Linked DNA regions of Oryctolagus cuniculus: region 1 is linked to region 2. The links are chromatin contacts, called in public Hi-C maps. All regions are on one chromosome and are shown on one strand. Each heading gives the region's core, a stretch centred on a gene start, on an enhancer-like site or on the middle of the called end of the contact. The rest is flanking DNA. Distances are from core to core; before and after follow the strand shown. Region 1 holds the start of LOC138844906. Region 2 overlaps CREM (cAMP responsive element modulator).

What was found. A called contact is a pair of places that touch in the nucleus more often than the background predicts.
Region 1: a contact with region 2 is called in a Hi-C map of liver, with 11 times the contacts expected there. The contact joins the promoter of LOC138844906 here to the enhancer-like site in region 2. A contact is called at or near these places in 5 of 6 Hi-C or Micro-C datasets (ear pinna, liver, psoas muscle and 2 more).

Annotation. Positions count from the first base shown.
Region 1 is chr13:107,394,435-107,397,134 of mOryCun1.1, forward strand. It overlaps LOC138844906, which reads left to right and starts at 1,257. Exons shown (of 1, transcript XM_070054995.1): 1 at 1,257-2,375. The coding sequence starts at 1,257. The coding sequence ends at 2,375. CREM (cAMP responsive element modulator) reads right to left here and starts at 2,491. Exons shown (of 4, transcript XM_070056173.1): 1 at 2,353-2,491.
Region 2 is chr13:107,333,372-107,336,071 of mOryCun1.1, forward strand. All of the region lies in intron 2 of CREM (cAMP responsive element modulator), which reads right to left. Among named protein-coding and RNA genes, the nearest start is that of CCNY, 19 kb to the left of the region's middle. Within about 2 kb of position 1,265, at least 3 of the 8 cell types and tissues checked have an H3K27ac peak or open chromatin away from gene starts, as enhancers often do.

The DNA.
Region 1 (2,700 bases), core at 7-2,506, 61 kb after region 2:
AGCGGGTACAGCTGCCGCCTACAGCGCCGGCACCCATGTGCGCACCAGTTGGAGAGAACGTGCCCGATGATGCTCCCCAGCTGGGGAGAGGGGAGGGGTTTCAGAAACCTTCACAGGAGGGGGCTTCAGGACCAGGCCTGCAGCAGTGGGTCAGCCCACGTCTACACTGGGCAGACACCGGTTCGAGTTCCAGCTGAATCCCTTCCAATCCAGCTCCCCTGACCCCAGTGCTTGGGCCCCTGCACCCACGTGGGACCCAGATGAAGCTCCTGGCTCCCGGTGTGGTCACCTGGGGCCCCGCAAATGGAAGATCTCTCTCTTTAATTCTTTCACATAAATAAATAAATCTAAAAAAAAAAAAAAAAAAAAGAGCTTCTAAAGCTCTCTTAGAGGCAAACACCTCTACTCTCCAATGAGACAGTTATTTAAGCAAAACTCCCGAATAACTCATAGCTTGTACAGTTCCTCTGCTTACAAAAGCAGTTTCACATACGTCTCGCAGACGCGCCCAGGAAAGCCGGCCGTGGGCTCACCTTTCCCTGTGAATGCTACAGCTGAATTACGCCGTAAGACTTATTGTCATGAGGACAGGAACGCGAGCCTTGGGTTTTCCTGTTTGCTTTCTCAGGCGTCAGAGATGCCGTGAGCTCATCTACTGCGGTTTCCACTTTCAATCCCTCCCGTGTCCTCCACAAGGAATCACGAAACGTTCGTCTCTACGCGCGTAAGGACCACGTGTGTTCTCGGAGATGCGCTTTTGCACCGCTGATTTGTGACTCACAAAGCTGCCTCTTACAAGCGGAACCCATCAGTTCAGGGCGCTTCACCGAGTCAGGCATCCCAGGCTTCTCCTTAGGGACGAATGCGGGCCGCGGCCCGGGACAGCAAGGGCTCCGAACCCGCAGCTCCTCGGGGCGGCGCCGGGACACTGGCGAGCTGGCCGCGCGTCCGTGCAGGACCCCGCCCCGGTGCTCACCGCGGGACGCGCTCCGTGCTGTCCACCAAGCGGCCGCAGTGGCCCCGAGCGCAGGCCACTTGGTCCCCACAGAGGAGCCGGAGCAGGTTCAGTCCATCAGCGGGGAACCCGCGCTCACTTTCGGGGCAACACGAAAAACGGACAGAGAAGCGCCCGTGTCGGCGGCCCACGCGTCCATGCGCCCGGCTCCGAGCCACTCCCGGGCCGCCAGGGGCTTCACGCACCGCTGTGCCACGCGCGTTCCTTCCTCTAGGGGAAAAGCAGCTCGCTCCCCCGGAGGATGGAGCCGGGGGTGCAGGCGCGTCCGACCCCCGCCCCGGCGGACCTCAAGTCCGATCCCGTCTCCGCGGACCCTGCGTCCGATCCCCACCTCTCCGGACCCCGCGTCCGACCCTCGCCCGGCGGACCCCAAGTCCGATCCCGCCACTGCGGACCCCTCGTCCGACCCCCGCCCTGGTGGACCCCGCTTCCGATCCCGCCTCTGCGGACCCCTCGTCTAACCCTTGCCCGGCGGACCCCGCGTCCGACCCCGCCTCTGCGGACCCCGCGTCCGATCCCGCCCCGGCGGACCCCAAGTCCGATCCCGTCTCCGCGGACCCTGCGTCCGACCCCCACCTCTCCGGACCCCGCGTCCGACCCCCACTTCTCCGGACCCCGCATCCGACCCTCGCCCGGCGTACCCCAAGTCCGATCCCGCCTCCACGGACCCCTCCTCCGACCCCCGCCCCCGAGGACCCCGCGTCCGACCCCCGCCCCGGTGGACCCCGCGTCCGATCCCGCCCCGGCGGACCTCAAGTCCGACCCCGCCTCTGCGGACCCCGCGTCCGACCCCGCCCCGGCGGACCCCAAGTCCGACCCCCGCCCCGGCGGACCTCAAGTCCGACCCCGCCTCTGCGGACCCCGCGTCCGACCCCGCCCCGGCGGACCCCGCGTCCGACCCCCGGCCCCGGCGGACCCCAAGTCCGACCCCCGGCCCCGGCGGACCCCAAGTCCGACCCCGCCTCCGCGGACCCCGCGTCCGACCCCTGCCCCGGCGGACCTCAAGTCCGATCCCGCCTCCGCGGACCCCAAGTCCGACCCCCACCTCCGCGGACCCCAACTCCGACCCTCGCCGGGCGGCCCGGCGCGACCGGCGGCGGCTGTGGGGACGGAGCCGCCCCGCCGGGGTCCCCTCCGAGCCGCGGGCGTCTCCCGCCGGCCGCGACCGCCTCAGCGCCGCGGCGGTTGGGCGTGGGCGGCGGGGTCCGCGCGGCTCCGAGGGGACCCCCGGGGGGCCTCGGCCGGGCGCCCTGACCCCGGCCCGCCCCGCCTCCGCCTCCGCCCCCTGCGCCGCGGCGCCGGCTCTGGGTCTCGGGCCCGCCCGGCGCGCCACTTACCCGCCGCGACGGCGTTTACGTAGCGGACTCGTCACTGGCTGCGGACGCGAGGCGCCCCCACGTCAGCGCCGAGGCGGCCGCCGCCGCCTCCCCTCCGACACCAACCACAAGTAGCGCCGCGGCCGGCGGCACCGCGCCCCCTCCCCCACTCCGCGACCGCCGCCCGGGGGACGCCCGGCCGAGACCCAGCCTCGAACTCCGCCCCCTGCCGGTCGCCAGCGGGAGTGCGGCGGGACAATCCAACAATTCAATGGAACCCGGGGCCGGGCGGGGCCACGGGGAGAGGGGCGGGGCCAGCGGGGAGGGGCGGGGCCAGCGGGGGAGGGGAGGGGCCGGAAGCGGATGCGC
Region 2 (2,700 bases), core at 15-2,514:
CAGCAAAAAACAGAGAAAGAGTGCATTTGTTTTGGTAACTTTTTGAAGTGCGGTCTGCACGCATGTCTCACTGCGCGCTGTAGTGTGGCAGCGCTGAAGAAGAAAACCAGCTGTGAGGGAACTGAGACTATATTTAGAGTCTCAAGCACGCCACCGTCACAGGAAACCAGGCAGAGGGCCCGCCTCCCCGCCTCTCCTCACCCACGTCCAGGGGGCTGCAACAAGGGCGGCACTGGGGGCCGCTGGCTTTCTAAAACGGGAACAATGGCCAGTGACGCCTGAGCAGTGGGCGCGCCCGTGCCGACATTTGCGGGAAGTGCAGGGACGCGGACAGAGAGGTGCAGAGGCGCTGCACCCGCCAGTCAGAGCAGAACGCCTGCGAGACAGGCCAAGGCCAGGCTGAGGGCATCCGTTGTTGGAAAGGGGAGAAAGGGGGCGCTGGGAACACTTCACGGACGAAAAGTGAAGTTCACCCACTGGTTTTGTCTTTACCAGAAACGGCTCGACAGAACATTCTGCCTGGTTCCAAAAGCCCAGGTGCCGGGGCAGGAGCCATCTGGCCAAAAGGCCGATTGATGGCCACGCGAGAGCAGTCGCTCAGAAAGTCGTCACCCTACAGGGACTTGCACAGGGTGGTGGTTTTGGCTGTATTAGTTAGGAGACGTTAGGTGACAAACTGGGCTTTGTTATAATTTTTCAGATATATATTCGCTTGATTTCCTTCTATAAAAATCAAAGATTACAGCTCATGATTTCAAGCCAGAAGTAAGAATTGGTGTAAGTTAGTAGGAAGTAGTAGGAGTTTCTGTCCCAAGGAGTCTGTGTACTTCTCATGGGCACTGGAGAACTTCCAAATACTCAAATATAATCTTGTGATTAAGTACACTAAAAAGATATGGGCAGTGAGAATCTCTGGTTTGGAGGAAGTCTAAATGTCAAAAAGTTTTATTTTTAAAATGAGTTATTTTAAAAAGCGCTTATCTTAGGTTCAGTTTCCAAGAGGATGAACCCAGGATCAGAGAGCCACGCTTCTCCCTGTCCCCTCATAAAAGCCAACCCCTGTCCCATCCAACTGCTCAGGGTTTCCGAGTTTTGTTTTTTAATCCTAAAGTTTCATTTTTGTTTTCATCAATGGGGGCTTAAAAGTTCCCGACTGAAGGGAGACGTGAGAAGAAGCTGTTGACACACCAGTTTTGTTCTCGGGCCAGCACAAGCTCTAAGGCCAGCCGGGGATGCGGCCCCTGTGCCCTGGATGCCCCCTGGATGCCTCCAGGGTCTGGCACAGTGCTGGGTGTGTAGCAGGCGCTGCATGAGGTGATGTGAGCGCCACGAGGCAAAACCTGAACTCCCCAAGGTTTCGCCCCAGCTCGGTCATCCGGGACGCTTGGATGAAGCTTCCAGACTCGTGTGTTCCCGCAGGGTCTTTTCCTAACAGAAGGCTCCGCGTGTCCACCCGCCCCCGGGTGCACTGTGCATGCACATGTCTCCCGTGGCAAGTTCTAATCAGAACACGAAAAAGTTACTTAGGCTTAGTGTGAACCATGTTGTGGAAGGAGATTCCTGGAACCCTCCATTCTGGTTATGAACGTCATACCTCTCTTGGCAAGCGTTAAACACGGCACAGCAGAAAAGCATGGGATTTGGAGCCTGGGTTCTAGTCCAGCTCCGCCACTTACCAGCCATGTGACTTGGGACAAGTTCAGTCTCCTCATCTGAAAAACGGGGATACATTATCTCATTTGGTACTCACAACAAACCCTGTGCTGTGTGTCAGTGTCTAGACAGTGCCTGGCACCTGTCAGCTCCCCTCCTCTCCCCTTCCTCAAGTGCTGAAAGACAGCGTTCCAAACCAAGCTTACATCGGGCTTCGTTAGCAGGCACCGAACACCCACAAACACATCGTCCCCGGGGCCTCCCTTCCCGCACACCGCTTATTCCTTATTGTACAAAAATCAGCCTACTAAAAACCCCTAAACTCTAGAGTACAGTTCTACCCCTGGAGAGAACAAGTTACTGAGTGATAACGTAAGGTGTCCCTTTTCAAAGTGTACCGTCACTTAAAACCTTGAAGGTGGAGAATCACAGATGATCTCAAAATGCACGCTTGTCAGACTGGCCCTACAAAACCCCACGCGCCAGACTAGGAGGCCAAGAGGCACCAGCTCCGGCTGAAGGACCATCCCCGTGCTCCCGAAGTAGAGCCATCCTCAGCACCCCGCAAGCGGTGACTCAGTGCTTTGACTGCTTTTTGGCTTATGAAGATACCTGTGCCGCTGAGCGCGTTACTTGAATAAAAGCATTCTCACATGGTCTTCCTGACTTCCTGCGTCACCTCCCTACGTCCACTGTGGCGGGAGCTCAGAAACCACACGCAGGGGCAGGGGCTTCTCGCCCCCCTCCCCAAGCCGGCCTGCTCCTGAGGCTCCCGGCAGGCGTGGCCAGGCTGCGCCCCCTCCACTGCTGCACTTCCTCCAGGATGTCTAAGCACTCAACACTGCACGCGTGTGACTGCCAGAAACCACGCAGAGGCCGGCGCCGCGGCTCACTAGGCTAATCCTCCGCCTTGCGGCGCTGGCACACCAGGTTCTAGTCCCGGTCGGGGCGCCGGATTCTGTCCCGGTTGCCCCTCTTCCAGGCCAGCTCTCTGCTGTGGCCAGGGAGTGCAGTGGAGGATGGCCCAAGTGCTTGGGCCCTGCACCC